Regions from separate parts of the Mus musculus genome. Here all the other regions are linked to region 1. The links are chromatin contacts, called in public HiChIP or PLAC-seq, Micro-C and promoter capture Hi-C maps. All regions are on one chromosome and are shown on one strand. The core of a region is the stretch at or near the end of the contact, and the rest is flanking DNA. Distances in the headings are between cores, read along the strand shown.

Evidence for each region. Promoter capture Hi-C pulls out the DNA fragments that hold promoters and counts their contacts. Hi-C and Micro-C count contacts between places; a contact is called where the count stands out from the background. HiChIP or PLAC-seq counts read pairs in DNA pulled down with a chosen protein or histone mark.
Region 2: a promoter capture Hi-C map of hippocampal neurons shows a contact between it and region 1, with 4 times the contacts expected there. The contact joins the enhancer-like site here to the promoter of Enox1 in region 1. A contact is called at or near these places in 8 of 39 promoter capture datasets (the 3T3-L1 cell line, the C10 cell line, cranial neural crest and 4 more), 2 of 484 Hi-C or Micro-C datasets (the N1E-115 cell line and bone marrow-derived macrophages), 11 of 115 datasets of contacts at active chromatin or transcription factors (astrocytes, bone marrow-derived macrophages, craniofacial prominence and 8 more) and 2 of 9 other capture datasets (embryonic stem cells and liver).
Region 3: a contact with region 1 is called in a promoter capture Hi-C map of liver, with 6 times the contacts expected there. The contact joins the enhancer-like site here to the promoter of Enox1 in region 1. A contact is called at or near these places in 11 of 39 promoter capture datasets (the 3T3-L1 cell line, the C10 cell line, the HPC-7 cell line and 8 more), 3 of 15 datasets of contacts at CTCF or cohesin (large pre-B cells, pro-B cells and stem cell-derived epiblast-like cells), 16 of 484 Hi-C or Micro-C datasets (the HL-1 cell line, Sertoli cells, adipose-derived mesenchymal stem cells and 6 more) and 10 of 115 datasets of contacts at active chromatin or transcription factors (differentiating embryonic stem cells, embryonic basal ganglia, embryonic forebrain and 6 more).
Region 4: a contact with region 1 is called in a promoter capture Hi-C map of hippocampal neurons, with 5 times the contacts expected there. The contact joins the enhancer-like site here to the promoter of Enox1 in region 1. A contact is called at or near these places in 12 of 39 promoter capture datasets (the 3T3-L1 cell line, 3T3-L1-derived adipocytes, the C10 cell line and 9 more), 3 of 15 datasets of contacts at CTCF or cohesin (large pre-B cells, pro-B cells and stem cell-derived epiblast-like cells), 19 of 484 Hi-C or Micro-C datasets (the HL-1 cell line, Sertoli cells, adipose-derived mesenchymal stem cells and 7 more), 10 of 115 datasets of contacts at active chromatin or transcription factors (embryonic basal ganglia, embryonic forebrain, embryonic hindbrain and 6 more) and 1 of 9 other capture datasets (embryonic stem cells).
Region 5: an H3K4me3 HiChIP or PLAC-seq map of bone marrow-derived macrophages shows a contact between it and region 1, with 8 times the contacts expected there. The contact joins the enhancer-like site here to the promoter of Enox1 in region 1. A contact is called at or near these places in 7 of 39 promoter capture datasets (the 3T3-L1 cell line, the C10 cell line, cranial neural crest and 4 more), 1 of 484 Hi-C or Micro-C datasets (bone marrow-derived macrophages), 8 of 115 datasets of contacts at active chromatin or transcription factors (astrocytes, bone marrow-derived macrophages, embryonic forebrain and 4 more) and 1 of 9 other capture datasets (embryonic stem cells).
Region 6: an H3K4me3 HiChIP or PLAC-seq map of embryonic stem cells shows a contact between it and region 1, with 13 read pairs. The contact joins the promoter of Dnajc15 here to the promoter of Enox1 in region 1. A contact is called at or near these places in 12 of 39 promoter capture datasets (3T3-L1-derived adipocytes, the C10 cell line, the HPC-7 cell line and 6 more), 16 of 115 datasets of contacts at active chromatin or transcription factors (SST interneurons, astrocytes, a beta-TC-6 cell line and 12 more) and 3 of 9 other capture datasets (embryonic stem cells, macrophages and pancreatic islet).
Region 7: a Micro-C map of embryonic stem cells shows a contact between it and region 1, with 5 times the contacts expected there. The contact joins the enhancer-like site here to the promoter of Enox1 in region 1. A contact is called at or near these places in 3 of 39 promoter capture datasets (the 3T3-L1 cell line, hippocampal neurons and stem cell-derived epiblast-like cells), 7 of 484 Hi-C or Micro-C datasets (the Ba/F3 cell line, the C2C12 cell line, cortical neurons and 3 more), 3 of 115 datasets of contacts at active chromatin or transcription factors (the SCID.adh cell line, astrocytes and stem cell-derived neural progenitor cells) and 1 of 9 other capture datasets (macrophages).

Annotation. Positions count from the first base shown.
Region 1 is chr14:77,155,324-77,158,468 of GRCm38.p6, reverse strand. Enox1 (ecto-NOX disulfide-thiol exchanger 1) reads right to left here and starts at 1,706. Exons shown (of 19, transcript NM_172813.3): 1 at 1,427-1,706.
Region 2 is chr14:78,118,047-78,121,191 of GRCm38.p6, reverse strand. No RefSeq gene overlaps it. Among named protein-coding and RNA genes, the nearest start is that of Gm30608, 25 kb to the left of the region's middle. Within about 2 kb of position 1,586, at least 13 of the 459 cell types and tissues checked have an H3K27ac peak or open chromatin away from gene starts, as enhancers often do. A contact at or near this core is called in embryonic limb bud and hippocampal neurons, where this site is marked.
Region 3 is chr14:78,058,996-78,062,140 of GRCm38.p6, reverse strand. No RefSeq gene overlaps it. Among named protein-coding and RNA genes, the nearest start is that of Fam216b, 28 kb to the left of the region's middle. Within about 2 kb of position 1,435, at least 16 of the 459 cell types and tissues checked have an H3K27ac peak or open chromatin away from gene starts, as enhancers often do.
Region 4 is chr14:78,037,557-78,040,701 of GRCm38.p6, reverse strand. No RefSeq gene overlaps it. Among named protein-coding and RNA genes, the nearest start is that of Fam216b, 50 kb to the left of the region's middle. Within about 2 kb of position 1,716, at least 6 of the 459 cell types and tissues checked have an H3K27ac peak or open chromatin away from gene starts, as enhancers often do. A contact at or near this core is called in cerebellum and hippocampal neurons, where this site is marked.
Region 5 is chr14:77,974,347-77,977,491 of GRCm38.p6, reverse strand. It overlaps Epsti1 (epithelial stromal interaction 1 (breast)), which reads right to left. Exons shown (of 12, transcript NM_029495.2): 9 at 2,895-2,975. Among named protein-coding and RNA genes, the nearest start is that of Epsti1, 72 kb to the right of the region's middle. Within about 2 kb of position 1,626, at least 17 of the 459 cell types and tissues checked have an H3K27ac peak or open chromatin away from gene starts, as enhancers often do. A contact at or near this core is called in bone marrow-derived macrophages, where this site is marked.
Region 6 is chr14:77,873,451-77,876,595 of GRCm38.p6, reverse strand. Dnajc15 (DnaJ heat shock protein family (Hsp40) member C15) reads left to right here and starts at 1,679. Exons shown (of 6, transcript NM_025384.3): 1 at 1,679-1,798. The coding sequence starts at 1,697.
Region 7 is chr14:76,493,628-76,496,772 of GRCm38.p6, reverse strand. The region is part of intron 1 of Tsc22d1 (TSC22 domain family, member 1); the gene reads right to left. Among named protein-coding and RNA genes, the nearest start is that of 4930444M15Rik, 26 kb to the left of the region's middle. Within about 2 kb of position 1,537, at least 25 of the 459 cell types and tissues checked have an H3K27ac peak or open chromatin away from gene starts, as enhancers often do. A contact at or near this core is called in embryonic stem cells and stem cell-derived epiblast-like cells, where this site is marked.

The DNA.
Region 1 (3,145 bases), core at 457-2,956:
TGCAACGCTAGCAAAACAAAAGCAAAGTGTGTTAATCACAACCTAAGTACTAGACAAAATTACTACTTTTCCAGAGAGCAGTCTTCAGCAGACCGCAGCTGCCTCCCACTAGAGCTCCCAGGGACTTCTTCACATCGCCACCTACAAAAGACCCACCACCTCCTTCCTTGGGTTCGTAAGCACCAGGGTCTCTGCCAACAATCCATTTCCCTTCTCCTTTCTTCACCTTCTTCAGATCCCTTAATGACCCTTCACTACTTCCTCCAAAGGACCAAACTCAAACATGCAGCCCAGTTTGCCATGAATCTCCTCTCGTGCATTCGTTTCCTGCATTCTCCTAAAGCTACTTTTAAAAACCACTACCACTGAACAAACATAATCTCAACAAAATTTAAATTTTTTAAAATGTTATAACAGTGGAAGACTGCGGAAGGGGGAGTAAAGCACAATGTGCAATTTGAAGGAATGATACTAGCCGGATTACATACACTGGGATGTGTATGCCATAGAGCTGGGTTTCCCCACCTGTCGACCCCACTTCCCCCATGTGCTCGCTGCGGGATGACAACCACAACACTCCAGAACCACCCCCTCCAAGGAGGCGGGGTTATGAGATCAACCAATCAGAGCCCGCGATCCCGGGTGTCCAACCTATGGGGTGGCCGTGGCCATGCAGGGGTAGGACATAGGGTGGTCCGGGAGGGGCCGCGTCCGTGGGAGGAGTGCACGTGTCCAGAGAGGCGGGGAACCCGCGGGCGTCCAGCTGCCGAGGCGCCGGCCGGGTGTCCAAGTCCGGCTGCCCAGTGCGGTCTTGGACTGGGAAAGGCAGGCGATCGCCCGCAGAGGAAGACCTGTCCTTGTGTCCAGTTCCCAGCGAGAAGGAAAGACACAAATAACAACAATAGTACCTCGCGCAGATCGGGCAGAGAGGAAAGTTTCTGGCCCGCGCCAGAGTAGAGAACGCCAAGGCAGGGAGATGCTATGCAAGACAGGAGGAGGACACTATGGGAAGAACGGAACAACCGGAGGGCTGCGCGGGCAGGACAGGGTCCCGGGTGCGGTCCCCGGGAGGCGAGCGGCGGGGTGCGCTGTCCAAGGTGCAGGGGAGGCGGTTGGTGCGTGGTAGGCGCGGAGCCCGAGCGGACTCTAGCCGGCCAGCGATAAAAAAGAGCGGAGTACATCTGTGTGGGGCGCTGAGCACCCCCGGCTCATAAAAGTGCGGGAGCCCGAGGAGCGTCGGGGAAGGGCGCAGGGGGCTCCCCCACACCGCTGCCTTCCAGCCTCACCTCCAGCTCCGCTCCCCTCCCCCCTCGCCCACTCCCCTCGGTGCCTTGTTCCCCGGCCACGACGGGGGCGGGACCGGGAACCCCCCATGGGCGGCGAGTCCCTACGCCCCGGGGATGCTGCGGGCCGCGGAGCCGCTTACCTGGGGCCGCGGTGCGGGGATTCGAGGCAAGCGAGCGCCGGGCGCGGCGCGGCTCCTCCTTGCCTCGGCGTCTCCTCCCGATCGCGCTTCTGCCGGACTCTGTCCAGGGCGCCGAGCAGCCAGACCCGGCTAGACTGCAGCCTCCGCTCGCGCCGCCGCTGCTGCCGCAGACAGAGGACGCCCCGTGGCGGCTGGAAGCCTGTGTGAGTAGCAGCGCCCGGGAGAGTGGGATCTGCTCAGGGGCGCTGGAGACTCCGCGGCTCGGGGCGCGCGGGCGTGCGCACGCGCGCCTGAGAGTGTGAGTGAGTGTGCGCGCGCGCGCCCAGGAGTGGGGGGAGTCGCGAGGGGCGGGGGAGCGAAGCGGAGAGATGCTCGTAGGGACCGAGGCAAAATTCGTCGCCCCCGGAAATCCGTAAAGCGGTGAAAGGATGGGCGGCCTGTCTGGCCCGAAGAAGCGACTGGCCCGGCGGAGAAACCAGATGAGAGGCGGCGTGGCGCGCTCGAGCTCCGGATCCCGGCCGATCTGGAGCCGGAGGAGCGCTCTGCCACTGATGCTGCACAAGTGGTGCCCACGGCCGAGGATCGCGCTATTCCCTCGGGGGAGGAGCTGAGGCGACTCGCTCGTGCCACTGCTGCCAGTTTGAATTTCTAGGCTGGACGTTCAGGGACTGGTCTTGGTACCCCATGGTTGCCATGGCGACCTTGAAGGCGCCAGGCAGGCGACCGGGGTGCGGGGGGGAACTCGGTGCGTGCAGTGGACTCCAGGATGCTGAGATGCACTGCTCAACCCGGCGCTGTCTAAGGTTGAGCCTGGGCACAGAGGTTTTACCCAGGGTATTAGGATGCCTCAGTGGTGGTTGGGATCGCTCCAGATGAAAATGTTACCTTTTTGTTCTCCTTGGAAGCCACTTTCCCTCAAAGTTAGCCACCTCCATATAGAAGTATTGGCCCTCTCTTTGTTAGGATTCTGCCAACTGTCCCGATACACAAGTAACTCAAAGCAAGCTGAGAACACCTTCATCACCGAGCGCTCTAACACCTTAGAGATTATGACTAAATCCCACTTATCTGTCCTATTCCTGAAAGGTACATCGAGCTGTTGGTATAGTTTTCCATGCTTACTTTAAATAAGCAGACTTTATTCACCCAAGAATTCCTTCCAGGAGTGTAAGGTCCGTGTTGCAGTTGTCATGCTCTTCTTGGCAGGAATCCTCAAGAGCGGGTTAGGGTTTGCACTTTTGCCTGCCCTCCAAGACTTGCACAGCGCCCCTGTACACTGTGTGTTCTCTATAAATGTTGAATGAATGACATTGTTTTCTAGCTTCACATATCCTGAAGGCAGAAACTCAGATGGTGGGAATGTCATTACCATCCCACTAGGCTTGCTTGATTTAAACGTATGCCAGTTCCCTGTGTGAAAGACTATTTTTCCCCTCGGGCTGCCAGGCCCCAGTGCAAAGAAGGAACATAGGAGAAGACTGACCCATTGTGCAAATTTACCAAAAGATTCACGAAAAGAGCACTCAGAAAGGAACTTGGTGGTATAATCTGCCTGAGCAAAGGATAAAGATCCTGGGGACACCTAACCTTCTCAAAAAAGGTCCAAGTCACCGAGTTGCAGATACTTGGCAGTTTCTACACTCCCTTCTACAGAAAAGGATAGGAAAGGAGGTGTTAAATCTGTCTGCCTCTAGATGCTGGTCAGAAGCAAGCTTTTCT
Region 2 (3,145 bases), core at 337-2,836, 960 kb before region 1:
CACAAACTAGAGTGAGCTGCAGTGACTCAAGGGGCCAGGGTGGTTTAGTACCCAGGGGGGACCTCGCCTTCCTCAGAGCTGAATGGTGAGGGGGGGCAGGGGGGAGGGGTCATGGATAGGGGCAATGTGCAGGGAGTACTGATGGGAGGGGGGCTGCTATTGTGATGTAAAGTGAATGAATAAATAAGTAAATGGCAAAAACAAAGAAAGAAACAAACAACAGCAACAAAAAAATAAACCGAAGAGCAATAAAGACACCTAAAGTTGACCTCTGACCCCCACACACATGTGCAAGCACACCCCTGCACACTAGTGTGAACACACACGGCCATTGTAGAGGGATGTTTAGTGATGCAGGGTTCATTTCTGTTTGCAAAAATGAGCTCATGCCACAGAACATGCAATGTAATCTCAGCATTGTGAATCGTGCACATATGCACAGAAGACTGTAACCCAATGGGTCCTCACCTGCACTTTCTCATTTTCTGTAGTGAATCTGTATTGTTTATAGTTTGGGGAATGATTTGAAAGTCAAGGAAAACTCCATTAGAGCTTCATTTTTTAAGCCCCTGCCTTCTGCTCACTAGTTAGTAGTTAGAGGGCCACTCACAGGCTCTGTGAGGCCAACCTGTGTAGAAAACTAAGGTTCTACAGGGCTTGTCACAGATGCTGCAGCTAATAAGTAGTGGATACCCCAGGGCTCCTAACCTCTCCAACTGATTTTACAGCCTGAGGTTCAGTGGTTGAGAGCTAGGACTTCAAAGCCAGCCGCTGAGGTACTGGCTAGCCATGTGAGTACTTCTTCCTTTTAGTAGTTCAATTGCCTCTTATGTAAATTTGGATAATAGCAGTGTCAGCCGCGTAATGATGAGGATTAAATGAAGTAATTATGTAAGGTGCTTGAACAGCGGGAGGAGGCATGCTGCATTCAAAGGGCCAGTGTCAAAAAAAAAAAACAAAAAAAAAAAAAACAAAAAAAAAAGGCTGTCCTGGTTGATGCCAGGAGGTAGAAGGGAGCCGAATCCACCCAGATCTGTAGTCAGCTTGCTTTGGCCACTTAACTGAATGACCTTGAGCAAGTCCCTGAACCCGCGTCCTTATCTTTTGTGTCAAGTGTGCACTGCACAGTAATTTTCCAGATGACAATTGCTCTAATCTCTCTTATCAGTAGTCTGCCCTCCCCATCCCCCCCACAGTATGACTCAGTTGTTGGTTAGGAAGGGGCCTTATGCTCAGGAGGAACTGTGTGTCCTTGGGGCTGCATCAGCAAAAGGGCCCTTGTGGAGAGCCAGCTTCAGGGGGGACACATGACCTCTTTTCGTGGTCTTCAAAGGACTTGGGGGCGAGAGGTGTCTGTTGGGATTCTAGTGTGGGAGAAGCAGCTCTTGAGTTTAACACCTTTTTCCTGTCCTTACAACAGCAGATTCTGTAGCCCTGCCAGTACAAGAGCTCCCAAATGTTTGTTTCTTTTAATAGTATTAAAAAAAAAAAAAAACCCTCTAACAACAACATCCAACTGTCTGCCATTTACCTCGGGAGCCTGGAATGGCTGTAATTCACAGTGCAGCTGTGACTGCAAGGGTTTGTGGCTTCACAGCCTGGGAAAAGAAACTGCTTTAGCCATTAAGGTGTCTGCGTGTTTCCTGGGAGAGAACACTGGGAAAGAAGGCGATCAAGCCTGACTGGAGAAATTTTGCCTTTCAAATCAGAAGCCTCTAGTGCCCCCTCTTCCGCGCTGCTCCCTGTGTTCTCACGGACCGGCGGTGCCAAGATACATATTTGTTGTTCCCTGGACCACCCAGAAGGTGTAACTTGGAATGGCACCTTGTCCAGCTCTGGCCGCTGATGGTAGAGCTTTGGGGATGTGATCTGGTCCAAGACGCCTGGGATGATTCTGGAAGGGTTACCCAGCTCACACTAGGTTTATTGGGTCCGTGCAAGGAGCCTAACTCAGCGTTGGTCAGATGAACAGTTCTGGGTGTGCCGTGGTCTGTACCCATGCCACAAGCCTGGCCTGAAAATGAGTTAGTGCTGTCTTCCTGAAGAAGGTGGTCCTGGCTAAAAGTCTTACATAGATCTCACGTATGCAATATTTCTTCAAGGAGACTCAGTGGACTGAGGAGGCCAGGAGATTATCTGTGCCAGGAGAGGGCTCAGAAAGGAAAGACTGCTGAATTGAAGGTTAGTTCACCTGTACGCTGTGTCCCCAAGGAGGACAAATCATAGATGTTTGGGGTGGAGTTGGTCTATTAAGCCTGTGACCAAGACCAGCCCACTGTCTGCTTCCCTGCATCTTGCAAGCCAGGAATAGGTTTCTTTTTCTTTCTTTCTTTTTTTTTTTTTTACTGATTATGAGTACAAAACCAAGAGAACATTATTTTTGCTAGTGTAAAAATTATATGCAACTCAAATATTAATGTTGATGTGTGCTCTGTAGCTGATCTCATGTCACCACCAGAGTTGGAGAGTCGCTGCAGAATCTCTGTGTTTCTTCAGAGAAGAGCGTGGGTGACCCTTGTTCCAGCTCAGTGATTCCCAAACTTCTGCGCATTCCAAAAACACCTGCAGGGACTGTGAAACAGGATCACGGCTCCATCCTCAGCAGCAACATCAGCTGCTCTGAAAAAGCATCTGAAATTTCCCTTTCTAACGAATTTCCAAGTGATGCTGGTGACCTCAGGCCAGGGTCCCCACAAGGAGAACCAGGACCAAGAGAAACAGGACCTGGGTTGGGGTGGCCATTAAATAGAAAGGGAAATGTTCGGGGGAGGGGGTTCTGAGGAGAATGGACTCCTGAAGAAGGTCAAAGCCAGAGGGAAGTTGCAGATCCAGGAGCATTATGGGAAGGGCCCGCTTTGTTGACTGATACTCTATTGACAAAAGGCAAATTTCCTTCAAACTCACGACTCAACTTTTAAACACCTCAGTCTGTCTCAGACAGAGGAACTGGTTCTTTGTTTTGGCCATGTATCAATTCATGCTTACGCTTGCCAGAATTTGGTAGCTGTGGATTCGGTGGATTGAGATTTTTTTTCCCCTGAGGATTTGATAGCTGAGATAGATAACTAGAGCTTAGCCACTGGTCTCCTTAGTGGCTGTTTGTGTGGCTACATTTAGCCAATGTGTCAAGAGGGACCCTGGTGTA
Region 3 (3,145 bases), core at 186-2,685, 900 kb before region 1:
CATCACCATCACCATCATATAATACCTTTAGACACGGGTTCTACTTTTGGATATGCATTAGTTCTGTGGTGTGTTCTTGACGAGAGGTCACGTGAGGCTTCTCCTGTACCCCTCTTATCACACTCCTGACACCATGCTACTCACGGCTCACAGGCAGCCTGGAAATGCTACAGGGTGCCAAAGGCTTAGTGAGGCTGACTTTGTGAATTCAGTAAGTCAGTGTGATTTATGTTCCCACTGAGGGCACACTGTTCTAAAACAGACACGTGCTCTGGAATTCCATGTCTCAACACCCTGACACTTCTTGGAGGGTAGCTTCCGGTATTAGTGGAAGAAGCTAAAACCAGGGAATTCCAACTAGGATATTAAGTCTTTTCCTGGAGAGACCCAAAGGTGGTGTCTTAGGAGCAGGAAAGGCCTTATGTCTACATTTCATTTTTTGAGATGTGTTAAGAAATGTGGCAAAGGAATGCCCAAACAAAAGGCACACACTGCTGATGAAATACCCACAAATGTACATACATATACATGGATTCATACATATATGCACATGCATGCACCTTTTCACAGTCAGGTTCACATCTGCCTTATTCACACTGATGGCCAAATATTTGGGGGATTTGCATCTGGAAGCTTTCCTCTAGCCTTTGTGTTCACTCCCCTCACACCTTTGTTAAAGCAATGGTTAACTTTCTGAAGACAGTAAACAAGGTGCTATTGCATGCCTGAAATGCTCCACCCTGCCTTCAGTCCCTCATTCTGAACATGGCTCACTAGCTCCATCTAAAAGCTTCAGTGCTCTTTACATGGTCTCTTTCATGCACATACATACATACATACATACATACATACATACATACATACATGGATGCATGTATACTTGGATACAGACAGACAGACAGACAGACAGACAGACAGACACACACACACACACACACACACACACACACACTGAATACTTGCCAAACGCTTCATGCATAAACACCTGCTTGCATGCTTGACTGTACATCACCCTTACTCTTTGGTGACAGCATTCAGTGCCTTCTATTCAATGATCATCTACTTATCTGTCCCCTCCTACTCTGCCCTGAGAGCATCACCCTAACTAGGAAAAAAAATGGTTTCTTCCTTCCTTTTCTTTCTTCCTTTTTTTTCAGTTTGTTCTCATTCACCAAATAGAGCCTAGAAAACAGGTAAATAAAACCCAGTGAGTGAACAAACGGAACGAGCCTGTTCTTGCTCTTGCCCTTAGGTACATGGTCACCCTATACGTTCATCTTCCCGGTAACCCCCACTCTGAAGTCTGAGGTTGAGGCTTGTGGGTGGAGGGTTTGATTCCCTTGTTCCCTAAGCAGCATGCAACTTTAAGGCTGAACCATTTGCATCCCGCCTGGGTAGGGAGAAATGACCTAAGTGGGCAGTTACTCTTTGCCGGTGACTTTTGTTGCACTGTGTGGCTCATTTGATCAAGTCTAGACACATTATTTCATGTGCTGTGGAGTCTCAGTTCCTGTAACACAGCCCCCTTTAAACATTAGTCTTTCTGGCAGAATTTGATAGGGGTCATATAAAATCTTTTTCTTCATCTGCTAATGGCAATTTACAGACACTTACTCTGAGCAATGTGCACCGAAAAGACCAGCAAACTCACCCCCTCCCCCTGTTATGATCCAGCCCTGCAACGTCAAAGCCCGGAACCCAGCCTGATACTTTCATCCGTGATATGTGAGCCTCATCTGTGGTTGGCTGCCTCATCAATTTTCATTTGGGAGTTGAAATGGACTCGGAGGCAGATATGGCATTAATTACGGGGAAATTGGTTGCAATATGCCTGAGGTGAAGCCGTTCTGATGGGAATCCGAGATGGAGAGGAAGCCAAATTATAAAAGGGTGATTTACTGGAAAAAGAAAATGTGTGCATTACCATCAATGTTTAGCAAAGAAAAGGGAGCCAGTAAACCAGAAAGATGGTGGGGTGACTGAAAGAGTAAAATACTCAGGATCTCAAAAAAAGATTTATGGTTATGCTGTGTGCACTATATTTCCCCAGATGCACATGGCATTTTCCAAGAGTGTGCATCAATTAAAAGGCAAGTAAGCATTAATAATGGTTGGCAGGGCCCCTATTTCTTTTTAGATTGAAATATATTTCACTAAAGAGCATCTAGGGATCTCAAAGTTAAAATTCATTTGCCAGCTATGCTGTGTGCTATTGTTACAATTTTCTTGTTATAATATCACATTTTCCCCTAACGATTTCAATTTTTTCCCCTAGTTAATATCTCTTTTCTTTTGTTACCGAATCTTGACGAGGCAAATGGTAGATGCAAAGTCATAGCAGAAATGACAACCCTCAATTTAATATGAGAGAAGTAAGACAAAAGGTGCTTAAGGTAGTTTACTTTCTTTTTAAAAAGCCACAGTTTTTCTTCATTGAGCTTCATTGGGCTTATGAAGAGCGAGCTATGGGGGCGGGTGGGGGGGAGGTCATGTGTGCTGGCAATTGCCAGTATTTGTGAACTTGGGGGGGGGATCCTGATTTCAAAACACCAACCTCTCTCCCTCTCCCTCTCCCTCTCCCTCTCCCTCTCCCTCTCCCTCTCCCTCTCCCTCTCCTTCTCCCTCTCCCTCTCCCTCTCCCTCTCCCTCTCCCTCTCCCTCTCCCCTCCCTCTCCTTCCCTCTCTCCCCTCCCTCTCTCCCCTCCCCCTTCCCTTCCCTCCCCTCCCCCTCCTCCTCCCTCTCCCCCTCCCTCTCCTCTCCCCCTCCTCCGTCTCCCCCTCCCTCTCCCTAAAATGTTTCCTTCCTTCTTTGTCCAGACTGGTCTGATGTCAAGGCCAATTCTGAGTAAGCTTCCTTGAAACTTTGAGCCTGTAAGTTCACCTTTCTTCATCTAAGGCGATCAACTCAAAAGTAGGGGACAAGGACCTGCCTTATGCCACCAAAACCACTTATAACATCCAGGTCCATTCACTTTCTGCTCTGCACCTTTGTCTATGAAGGAAGAACTTTCTCTTTCTTATTTATTTTTCTTGCTTCCATCTCCAAGCCTGGAAAGTGCAGAGCCAGCTAAGTAAGATGATATAAAGGTGGTGTAATAAGATGATAAACCTGGCAGAAAATATAGAAATTGATGTTACCTGTCCC
Region 4 (3,145 bases), core at 467-2,966, 880 kb before region 1:
ATCACTACAAAATCCAGTCTTTTATACAATTAATACACACTAATAGAAATGATCAGGAAGAGTTCACTGTATTGGGCACTCTTTGTTGCTATGATAAAACACCATGACTTCTGTGGCTTATGGAGAAATAGTTTACTTGGCTTGTGGTTCAATGGGAGAGTGTGGAATGGCGGAGGAAATGTGGCAGCCGGCATCGAGGGAGATGAGAAATCACATCTTCAGTCAGAAACACAAAGCAGAGAGAAAACTAGAAGTGGGGGGAAGGCTGTAGGGTGTTCACTTGGTCCCTGAACTTCCTGGAGCAAGAATCTTCCTCCTAACGTTTCTATGACCTCTTTAAACAGCACTACCAACTGGGACCAAATGTTCCAATGTGTGAGCCAAGAGGACACTCTTCATTCAAACTGTGGAGGCAACAGTCACTTACAAGACAAATTGTGAATGTAAGAAAAGTCTATGGACTATTTTAATATACTTATTACAAATTAATGGAAGGCATATACTAAGGAGAATTGTATGGACTTAGACAAAATATTTACCCTTTCTGATGCTTTTTCTTCTTACTTATAATGAAGATAACCTAAATCACATGAGTGAATTACGCTGGAGCTTCTTGCATTTTCCTCAGTAGGAAGCGAATTGGATTCAATTCAATTAGCCAGTGGTTATTTCCTGTATACAGGGGACTGCGTACTCATCCTAACGGTCGTGTAAGAGGCTCTGTAAGTGCAGTCATCAGGGAAGGCTTCTTGGGCTTATAGAAGTGTGTGCTGCACACACAGCACCTCTGGATGGATCCCTTCCAAATCACGCTCAGCCACTGTCCCACAAAACTGCCTGGTAGCAAAGCCACTTGGAATCCTGATCCAACCAGCAAAATGAGCCCTTCCTTCCCCTGCCACACCCTGCAAACAGAGCCTGAATCCCTTATCTGCCACTCTCAGGGCCAGCTCACCAAGACAGAATGAGAATCAGCCTAAACATCTCAAAGCATAAAAGCCCACGTACACAAACAATAACAAAAGAAAAAATATTTTTAAAAAAGCATCGGAGCTGGTTTGTAGAAAGCAAACCTTCCAGCCTTTGGGATTTAGTCACCTCCTTGACTGTAAAGTCTGTTTCTGGATTGGGCGCTTTCTCCAACACCGAGAAGCAAAAAATAAATAAATAAAATAAAAAAGTCTTCAATCCTGCATATGTTAAGGCAAGGTCAGTCTTCAACAACAAAGAAAGAAAAGAGAAAAAAAATCACGAGGTAAAAATTGCATGGAGCCCTTTGCCAACTCCTGCTTTTTGAAATTCAGAATTGTGAGCTGAGCCATATGGTTCCATGCACCTTTTTGACTAATGGCTTTTCTCATGGGAAATGGCTCAATCAGGCATTTATTTGTGTTTCTGGGGATGGCTGAGTTTTCTAAGAGCCCACTGCCCTCCCAAGCCTACACACTTTCTGTTGAAGGGAAACCTTGGGAGAAACGGAACATTCGAGAGTCATTAGCAGTCACACTTCTGAGCTTTCATACTTAGCCACAGCCCCTCCGAGTAGGCTTCCCTGTGGTTACTAAATTTTTTCTCTTGCTGAGATTTCCCAGCATGCTCTAGGATTATCAAGCAAAGCCAAATATTAAGAGGAAAAATCTTGAAAATCCTTCAGTGCCTGGGGTGGAATCAAATCAGAGGCGCTCTTCCCTCTGGCACCAGCCAGCTGAGCTACAAACACTGACCCAGCCCACGCTGAGAGGATCATCACGAGCAGAAGCCCAGAATGCATCATGAATACATTGCCGACTCACGGAGGGGGAAATGAAGTCTATAAAACAGTGGGACCATTTGCAGAAATAACAGTTAATATTTATTTCGGGCATTCGTCTATACGCGATGTTGAGATGTTTCTCCCTCAGTGTTTCCTTCTGCCCTCAAGGCTTTCTGTCGGATAGATTCTGAATTCCTTAATCGTAGAAGCTTTGCGCTGCTGCGTAGCTCAATTGGCAACACAGGACAGCTTTTGTCAAAGTGAGCACTGGGCCCAGAAAAATAGCTGACATTAACAGGAAGCAAAACGGAAGCCAAAAACCAAAACATGGGCACCTGTATCCCCGGTCAGATGAATTTTATTAGGCCACATTTTAGTGGCTTCTTTATGGTTTCTACTTGGTTGCTCAGATTGTGAAAATTACAAGATAAAAATTAACTGGCTGTGTAATGTCTGACTTGTCAATTTTTCCACCTGGCATTTCTCTCTTGCGGAGTTACTCACTCTCGAGGAGGAGCCGTGTGAACCGCGGCAAGCCACCTGTCCGGTGCAGTGACTGGGAAGGGTAGTGGACAGGAAATCAGAAGGACCCAGGTTTCCAAACGCGATTGTCGTTCTTCATGCTCACCCTGCTTCCTTCAGCAAAGCCTCATGGTTCCCTGGACCTTGATTGTGTTGTGTGTAAGATTTTACAGGGAGCACAGTTCTCAGTAGGAAAAACAAAGTCTTCGAGTCAGGCAACAGCCCGGTTGGTAGTCCACTCGCTGCGCAAGCGTGAGGATCTCGGTTGGATCTCCCACAACCCGTGTGAAAAACTGCGCGTAGCAGCTGGTCCTTGGAATCCTAGGCCTGGGGAGGCAGCGTTAGGTAGATCCCCTGTGTTCACTGGCCAGTGGGAGAGACTCCATCTCAACAAGCAAGGTGGGTGGTTCCTGGGGAAGGACACTTGAAGTCGTCCTCTTGCCTCTACATTAGCGCGCGCGCGTGCGCGCGCGCGCGCACACACACACACACACACACACACACACAGCAGAGGGCAGGGTAGGAGGGAAGGAGGGAGGGAGGGGGAGAGAGGGAGAAAGGGGAGAGAATCTCAGGGATGGATGCTTCTAAGCTTCTGAACACATAATTTCCAAAGTCCCTATTTCTTAGTCGTATTCACATCTAGGGTTTGTCTATCCAGCGTAACTATTTGTAGGAATCACAGAACTATCATTTTTGCACTTTCATATGCAATGAAAAATGTTTTGTTTGTATGTCCAGCACCATCCCACAGAATATTTTAAAAGGTGCATGTTCAAGCGGCTACATTTAGTCACATTAACCGCTGTGCTGGTTCATCAAGGTTACTCTTAAGTGACATTCCTCTTGCCTTTGCTTTCTGCCAGTGCA
Region 5 (3,145 bases), core at 377-2,876, 820 kb before region 1:
AGCTTAGTCTGTTGGAGGGCAAGGAATGCCCAGAAAACTTTCCAAATCAAGATATTTTCATTTCTCTTTATGAGCTTTTAACTCTATCTTCTTACATTTTCCTAGCAAGTCACCCCCTTCGTGTAGATTTTCATTTATCAGCACTGCCTACCTGCAGCAGCTAGAGCTTACAGCTACACTCCTGGCCTCTCAGTTCTAATGTTGTCTGTTTTTATTGGTGTGTTTAATCTCCCTGATCCAGGATCCGGCTTACTGCAGATTCCTTCATCCCTTGACTTTATCTCAGAATATGCGACTGAAGTATCAGAACAGCAGCTTCGCAAACTTTCTAATTATTAAGTTATTAATTTCTGTTTTTATCTTAATTACTTCCTTTAGTTTCACTCATTGTTGCTGCTGTAAATTCCTTGGTACAGAATTCATGTATTTTTTTTTCTTTCGTATTAAATGGATTTAAAAGTTATAATTTCCTTTCTCTGTGCACAGCTCTGCATGCATTTCCCATAAGATGCCAGTGCAGTACTATTTTTTTAAATGGCCTCCATAAACCATTTTGTCTCCTAACTGTTTAAATGTTTTCTGGGTTTCTTTGTTACCTTTCCACTTTTTAAACTAAACTAATAACCCATGGAAAACTCAGGAAGTACAATCAACCTATGAGGGACTTTAGGAAAGGCCAAAAAGGTGAAGAGAATGGTGTCTGTTACATGGGGGTCCCAATGAGCAGGATTCGCTTAGAGCTGGGTTAACCACGCCTCAGAGGGAGCTTCATACGGGGATACCAGGATACCGCAGTCTCCGCTGAGGGCATCAGCTGGAAGACAAGAGCCAGAGCATTGTAGTGCAGGATCTTTCCTCAGGCAACAGCACTGAACAGAGGAGAAAATGAGCTCAGAGAAAACAGGACAGCATGCCTGTGCCTGTGACCACGGAACAAGACACCCACCCCACATAATGACAGTGGCTGCTTATCTTGGGTGTCGGCATGTCCGGACAAACATAAGCAAGAATCACCATATTAAGAAGCAAATGCATTGGAGATCAGATCAGGGGAAATGGAGTTGGTATGATAAATAGAAATCATTAATAACTGTGTAACCACCATCATTACAGAGACGAGAATGTTAGACCCAGAAAGCAAACCGTTGCTCAGATAAGGCAAATGGGCAGTTTTGGTTAGCGAATGGATTCAATCCATGAGTCGGATAAGCACAGTGGATAGTGCTGAGGGAATGTAGTCGGCGGGACGATCAAGGACCTTCTTCAGAACGAGATGCAAAGGGAGGATGCAAAGGAAACAATGAAGATGTATGGAGACATGACCCTGCGCATCTGGAATCTGTTTGATAGATGTCCCGGGAATGGTGAATCTCGATGGAACAGGGGGATAAACTCGGATAGAAAGTCAGAGAGATGCATGCATCCTCATATCTGAAGAGACAAGCAAAGGCGGCACAGAAGATTAAAAACAGAAATAGAAGCGCCGTAAATCTTCTCATAATTCAGGAGGGGAGGGGAAGGAAATGATTAATAACCACAACAGAGGAAATGCAGCCAGAGATCATAAAAATAAAGAGAATACTGTGAATGGAATGTCAGTTACGTGGTGAGAGTACAAATATGTGCAAATGAACTGCCAACCACAGGAAATGAGAACGTACCAATCCACAAATGAAAAGAGACCATGGAACAGGGTAAGAGGAAAGCCGGCCACTTTTATCACTACAGATATATTTTAAATCAGCGACACAGAGTGGTTAAAAACCCAGTCAACAGACAGAGGAAGTGCCACACAAACACCAAGAACAATGGGATGTGGGAAGTATTAGATAAAATGCAGAAAGAGAAAAAGGAAATTTACCTGAAAGATAACTAATGAGAAGAACAGACTCTTTCAAAGCAATAAACAATTTGCACTGAGCGACAAACTCTGCCTTAGCATCCCTGAGCAAATCTACGGCCTGTTGTTCATGGCGAACATCAGTCACAGTCAAGGGGAAGTGGGAATCACCAGCATACTGTGAGGAGTTAGGATTAAACCCTTGGCCTGGCATGGTCTGTCCGTTTCCTGGCACGTGGCCTCTGTAAAATGCACTGAAATCCTGGAGACGAGCTGAGGAGGTAGAAGAAGAGTAGGTAGCCAGCACATAGAGAGGGACCATACCACAGGTCTCACAGCTATGCACCTGGTTCCCTACAGCCCTGAGTGCTACACTGTCCTCAATGTCTATACAACTGAAAGCACACCACTTTGCTTCGCTGTCTCCTTTTAACTGCCTCTGTGCTCCACTGTCTGTGCCTGCTTATCAAAAGCAGGTTTGACCATCAGATCACAACCTCGAATGGTTTTAGTTGCCAGACTACAAATTTTAAATTGTGAAATTCCACCATTAGGAAGTCAGGAGGTTCCACACACACACACACACACACACACACACACACACACACACACACACGTGCACGCACCCCACTGGTTTCAGTTGCTCAAAGTGTACGGAATGCTTCATGTGTATGTATAGACTTTCAGACTAGTTTCATAACTCCTGCTTCATTCAAAGCATTGGAATCTTCCCTGGATGCCGTCTGTAACGTCATAGATCCTTGGTCACTAGTGGGGTTGGTTGTGTTTTGTGTTCCTGTGTGTGTTAATCGTCTTCTTTGTGAACTGCCATCACCAACTGTGAGCCACTGTTGGACTACATACATAAACGCTGTGGCTGGAAGGCGCCATCTCCACAGAGCAAACCCAGAATTCATCCTTTGTTTGTAAAGTGCTGTCAGTTTTGTTTTTTGTTTTTTTTTCCCCAATTTTTATCTTAAAGAATCCAAACATTTCTTCAAAAGCACATGGCACTGGAAGTGACCTGCCATAACGAGGAAGGCCTCATGAATACCTTCTGATGTCCATCCCTCGTCTTTTGCAGCCTGGGGTTGTCTTCCTTCTGCGGAGAATCCCTGTGTGCTTGGCTGCCGGCCTGTGAAGGTGTAAGTGGAGAAGCATCACCCTCAGTGTATTCATCTTCCTATCCAGGGACTGCTGCTAATGACTCAGCCTCACAGTGTGGAGCGTACACTAAGCTTTCCATCCACACTTGCTCACTGAGTGATTTATGCACACCATCTGAAGACACCCCCCCTGGGATCT
Region 6 (3,145 bases), core at 430-2,929, 720 kb before region 1:
TGCAGCAGGCTGACTCCCCTCCATGCTGCCCTCTCTTCTGCTGTGTTTCCCACCCCAGCCCCCTTTTTCTCCTGGCTTCCACTTTGGAAGCTTTTTCCCAGCTCTTGAGCAGGTGCACTGTTCTAAAAAGAGCTGGCTCACTCCTGTCTTGCTCTAATTGCTTGTTTGCTCCAGGCTAGCAGCCTATGACTGTTAGGGTCCAGCTGCTAGGATACATCATTAGCCTCCCTTAGACTGTAACTCCAAGGACTCGGAGACCTTATTTGTTTACTTGATGCTAAAGGCACAGTCCCCCAGCACTGTACCCAAGACCTGACATATGCTCAATAAATTGAATACACTGAACACATGGATGATGAATGCATGATATGTAGGCTTCAATCCAATTCATTTGGTTTGATCACGAATAATTGTGGATTGGCTTAATAAAGTAATTTATGTAATAAAGCCGTGTTTCTGAAGAGTTCTGAAGTATTTTTAACACATTATTACATATCACCGGCTCAATTCTTGGTGTTTATTTCCATGTGGAATTTGTGACCCCTTTCTTCTTCTAACTAAAACAAACCCCATGCTCCCTACTGACCACATCAGTGGCTGAGCCTCCAAGGAAGCCTTTGTGGCTGTTCTCGTTTCTCTCTGTGAACTCTGACACTGATTTTGCTTTCATTTGTAGCTAATCTAGCATGCTTGCTCGTGCTTTTAGTATATGGTACTAGCATGGTGTTTAATGTAATCTTTCCTTCCTGATTCTAAATTCCTTCAGGCCCTAAGCATGAGAATAATAATATATGGATAAATTAATAGGTTCTTACAACTGGTTTTTTGTTTGTTTGTTTGTATGGTTTGTTTTGTTTTGTTTTTCAAGATAGGGTTTCTCTGTATAGCTCTGGCTGTCCTGGAACTCACTTTGTAGACCAGGCTGGCCTCGAACTCAGAAATCTGCCTGCCTCTGCCTCCTGGGTGCTGGGATTAAAGGCGTGCGCCATCACGCCCAGCTAGGTTCTTACAACTTTTAATGTAAAAAAACAAAACAAAACAAAAAAACCAAACCCCAAAACAAAAAAAAACCTTCTTGTAGGCTGGATTGCAAAGTGTATAAAGGGTAAAACAGCAGCCAACTTGGTACAGGGGTTAGAAAGCGTATTAGCTTCAGTTATTGCCTAATATCTGTTCGAGAAAGCTTGACCTAAACATTAATAATGAAGTTAAGTCTTTATGTATTCAAATTAGTCAAAATCATTTGCTGTGAGCGCAAGTTAGTGGATCATCAGTATCTTCCCAGTGATTTCACTAACATGTGAAATCACATTCATTTCTAGTTGGGAAGGTCAAGCAAGGAAGCCCTCCCTGGCCTTGTTTCTATTCCCAGGCACCATCGCGGTACTTTGGAATCTCTCCCTGCCTGGTTTTAGAGGAAACTCAAGGTAGACCTAAGAAGGCCCCGCCTCTTCAGGCTTGGTTGTTATAGTGGAGGGTGGCACAAACAAACAAACAAGGCTCTGTAAGGGTCTGACCCCGGGCTTTGACAGGGTCAGTTTATCGGAGATGGAATGAGAACCAGATTCTCTGCAGCCAGGTCTCCACTAATAAAACTGAACACCTACTCAGAGCGCGAACTTAACCGGTCCGCACTAATTTGTCCCCGCGGACGCCCCGTAGACAACTCAGTGCGTCCTCGGAGTCCTGCAGTGCCATGGCTACCGGTGGCGGCGTGACCTCCAGAGAGGGGCTGCGCTACGCCGAATACCTGCCTCCTTCTGCCCAAAGGTCGGACGCCGACATCGACCACACAGCGGTGAGTCTGCCGGCCGCCACTGACCTGCACCCCTAAACCCCAAGACCTCCCACTCCCACCCCCTTGCCCGGCTGCCTGTGCCCGGCGTGGTACCTGGCTGTCTCCTCAAAGTGTCACGGACCACAGAACAGGCCCACGGTTATCCAGTGAAGAGACCCATGGGTTCCCCCTGGGCAGAGGGGGCCCGGTGGAGCCAGGAGCCTCCCTTGGGGAAAAGTAGTTAAGAACCAGGGCGCGAAGCTGCGTGAGAACAGTTGGGACCTCTAGCACCCCCAAGTCTGGAGCAACTCAGCCTAGATCCGGGCAGAAAATGCTTGCGATTTATTGAGGCGGCTTCTTTCCTTCCACCTTGTGGTTCCTGAAGATCGAACTCAAGTCAGCCATCACCTCCACTGACCGAGTCACCCCGCTCGTTCACATCTGTAGGAGAGTCTAGAATTCAGGACATAACTTAGGAGGTCTCTTTAACAGCCAGCCTCAGGAATGCTAAATTGTGGGAGTCTTCACCAGTTCACGCCACTGTCCTTTCTATAACAGAAACAAAAACAAAAACAAAACAAAACAAAAAAAAAAACCAACTTTCTTGTGATATCCTGACATGAAATTAAAGTTTCTAAAAATCAATATAATAGTCAAATTGAAACGTAACGGTGAAGTAAATATCTTCTTAGTAATAAGTAGCTGTTTGAATTTGTAAATGCCTTCACGTTATTTATTATATTACAGGCTGCAATGAAGTGATCATATTGCCCTCGCATTGCAGCAGTTGTACATGGGACAGCTACAAATGCCAAGCCGGCAGGATTTTATTTTTTAAAAGGACTCACTGTATTTCCTACGCTGGCCTGGAGCTTACGATTCTCCTGCTTCAGCCTTCTTACTTCCTGGCCTATCAGATATTGGCATCCTGTTGTTATTTAAAAAAATTTTTTTTTTCCCAAAAAAGCAAACACTCTGAGGTAAATTGTTAGAAATGTCTCCTCACTTTGTAGGGTAAGTTCACTTATGGAAAATTAAGCCTGTACTAAAACAGAGTAGAAGTATAAATGGTTGAAAGTTCTTAACAAAACAAAGATGGCCAGAAACTGGTTATTCACCATTTAATGTCACTGGCATCTTGTAACACTTGGAGAGTTAGGGATGGTTTTTTATTCCTGGTTGGCCAGCCTTGCACATGATAGGACTTTTGAAATCGGGAGTCGACCATCCACAAAGTACTCTTCCTCTTAGGCAAACTACTGTGGAAGCTCAAAAGGGCTTCACAGCGTTTTCAGATTGTCCCTGAGGGATCGATGTTGACTGTGTTGAGAATACCTGGTCTAAATCAAACAGTGAGGTAGACGACAA
Region 7 (3,145 bases), core at 288-2,787, 660 kb after region 1:
TAAAAATAGTCACTGCAGCCTAACATTTCACGAGAAATTCCTGAGGTAGCAGTAGAGACGAGGCAGGAGGACCAGATCGGCCCATTTCTTCTATGTACACAGAATCAGTCAGTCTCGGTGACCTTAAAGTAGACAAACTTAACTAACGAAAGAGTTCTCTTTACAAAGGTAAAGATAAGCTGGAGGGTGGTCCACAGCCACTGAGCGCCTAGTACAGCTCGGACTCAGGTGAGAGAGCTCACTGCAGTGTGAGCTCTTCTGCTCTGACTCACTCCCTATGATGGCCTCTCTGGACACTGGTGGTGGAGCTCTGCCCGGGGGGGTGGGGGGGCTTCCTCTTCACTACGAATTAGTCAGAATTTTAAAGAGGAAACAAGCTTTGTGGACAATTTTGTTTTGATACGCCTTAAGATACGTGTCCGGAATTTACCTACACAACTGGAGGATGGGCACAGAAACAGCTTATCAGTATATTGCCCAAAAGTGGCACAGAGCCTACAGTCTGGTGCAGCAGGGTGTGTAGGTCTGGTCTGCAGTGGAGACCAACCCTCCCAGCCCTCTGCTAGGATGCAGAGCAGACTGACCAGGGATGTCCGAGGCAGCTAGCTCCTCAGTCAGGCTCACTGCAGCTCCAGGCTGGCACATTACAGTGCAGAGATGGCCGTGAAAGGTGTTCAATGGTGACCTCCTGGGCCTCCTTCCGAGAGCCCCCAGGAGCTGTGAGAAAGGCCAGGGGAGTTCAAGAGGCGGGAAGGGAACGATACTTTGTAAATAAGGCAGGCTGTGTGGCATTAGCAGTGTGTCTGGTGGCAAGTGGTACCCAAGTACTCCTGTGGATCCTGGCTCACAGCAGGCAGTACCCTCTAATCTCTAATCTCCTCACACAACGTCTATGTGTGATGCTAACCTTGTTATATTCTCACTAGTTACAACTCAGTAAGGGAAAGGGGGCAAGAGGGCAAAGAGAAGTAACAATGGAGTGGGCCCAGGCCAATGAAGAGGGAGATGTGGGTCTCTTTCTGACTTTCACACATGTACCTTTCCTCTCTCTGTCTCTGTCTCTCTCTCTCTCTCTCTCCCTCTCTCTCTCTCTCTCTCTCTCTCTTACACACACACACACATTTTAAAAATAAAAACTGATAACATTTTTTAAAGGACTAATATAATACATTTTGGCCAGAAGGATACAAGCTAAAATTTTCGAAATTCTCTTTGGGCACTCCTCTCCCATTCATTTATCCATCCTTATTCAACAAAAACTGTGAAAGGCCAGGAACTAAAGTTACAAAGACAAATGAGTCAGAGGGACTGGGGACAGGTGAAGGGGAAGACAGAGGAGGAGGGTATGCTATCTGATGTAACAGGATATACACACACAGGATGACGTTCAGAGAAAGAAGTGGAGGGGGTGGGTCTGAGAGCTCAAGATGCCCTCTGGGCCTTGAAAAACAAGGCATTTACATGGTACAAGGGGGGATGGGGGTGGGGAACACCTGAGAGAAGGAAATGACCAGACAAATGCCTGGGTCACGAGGCAGCTACACCAGGGCTTGATGTCAATCTGGAACTGACTGGCGGCAGTCGGAGGTGGAGCTTGTGGAGGGGTTGCAGAGAAGTAGCAATGGGGAACAGGTTAAAACAGGCTGGGGCCGGGCAGGCTCCAGGGAGACTGGGATTCCTGGTAGCTGGGGGTCAAATGGGGTGTGTGTTTTATTTAGGAAGGTCACTGCCAATGTACAAGATTCCTGTAGGAATGGCAGAGGGAGACCACGCGGGAGGGAGAGAGAGGTGATGACCAGAGGCAAGTTCAGCAGGTAGGTGATTCTCAGCTTTCCAGGTAGGAATGTGCGGAAGGTGACGGTCATTAACCAATCAGATTCTACGGCTGGCTGGTGAGAGAGATAGTTGGTTTGGGGAAAAAGGATGGTGACTGGTTGGACCCAGCAGCCAGGGGGAAATATGGTCTGGAACTCAGGAGAGAGTGGGCCTAAGAGAAATGTTTATAGTTGAGAGATGGCAAAACTATCCATAGGACTGGCTGTAACCACCTCAGGGCTGTGCATGGGAAAGAGAAGTGGAGCGGGGGCACAGGTCATCAAGGGCGGCCATTAGGCAGAGACGTGAGCTTTCTATGGGTCTGGTGGACACAACAGAAGGTGGCGTGGTGTAAGCTATGTTTTCTAGATCCTAGCATACAACAGTAGTCTCTTGAATGACCAAAGTGACAGAGATGACCTCACAGAGGACGACAAGGAAGAAAGGGACAACTCAAATAACAATGCCAAGTGGCCCAAATGTTCCTCAGGAAGCCACCAAATGTGTCCTGTGCGAGCCCACTAAAGAGTAGCCGGTCAGCCTGGTCAGACACACACTGTCACAACCAGTGGCTACAGAGAGCACAGTGAGCCTCTGGCCTCTGTTCTCGCCTCCTGAGGGCTAGCTGGCACAACCTGCTGAGAAGACAAGGAAGCACTAGAGTCAAGCCCAGCTCGGGGTCCAGGCTCCTGATGGTTCTCCTCTGTGGGGAAGAGGGGCGAGACTCCTCACAACTCAATAGGAACAAAACAGGCAGGATCCTGTGCTGACAGGCCTCACACTGAAAAGTAAGCCTGATACAAGTGTGTGTGTACATATATATGTGTGTGCATGTGTGTACATGTGTGCATGCGTGTCTGTGTATGTGCATATGTGTGTGTATGTGTGTGCGTGCATGTGTGTGTATATATATATATGTATGTATATATATGTGTGTGTGTGTGTATAGGTGTGTATGGGTGTATGTGTATGGGTGTGTGTGCGTGTGCATGAGAGAGAGACACACACAGTGTAAGCACGGAGGGGACAAAGCCTGGAGCCGAGGAGTGAGGTCAGAGTTAATATGGAGTTAATCTTCAGGAAAGAACTCCTTGAGAAGCGAGTTTGGGGCGGTCCTGGAATGGAGTGAGTCCACCACAGAAGAGCTTTCACACAGAAGAGCTAAGGACGGACACCTCAGACACTCAGGGAGCCCATGACAAAGCCATGGCAAATGAAGCAGCAGCATGAAAATCCGCAGCAACCAATGCATGGAACCACTGCTTCTCTTGCTCCTTGAGCTGCATATTCCCAGGACGACCTTCTCGTAGAGGAGAGGGATGTGCGGCTG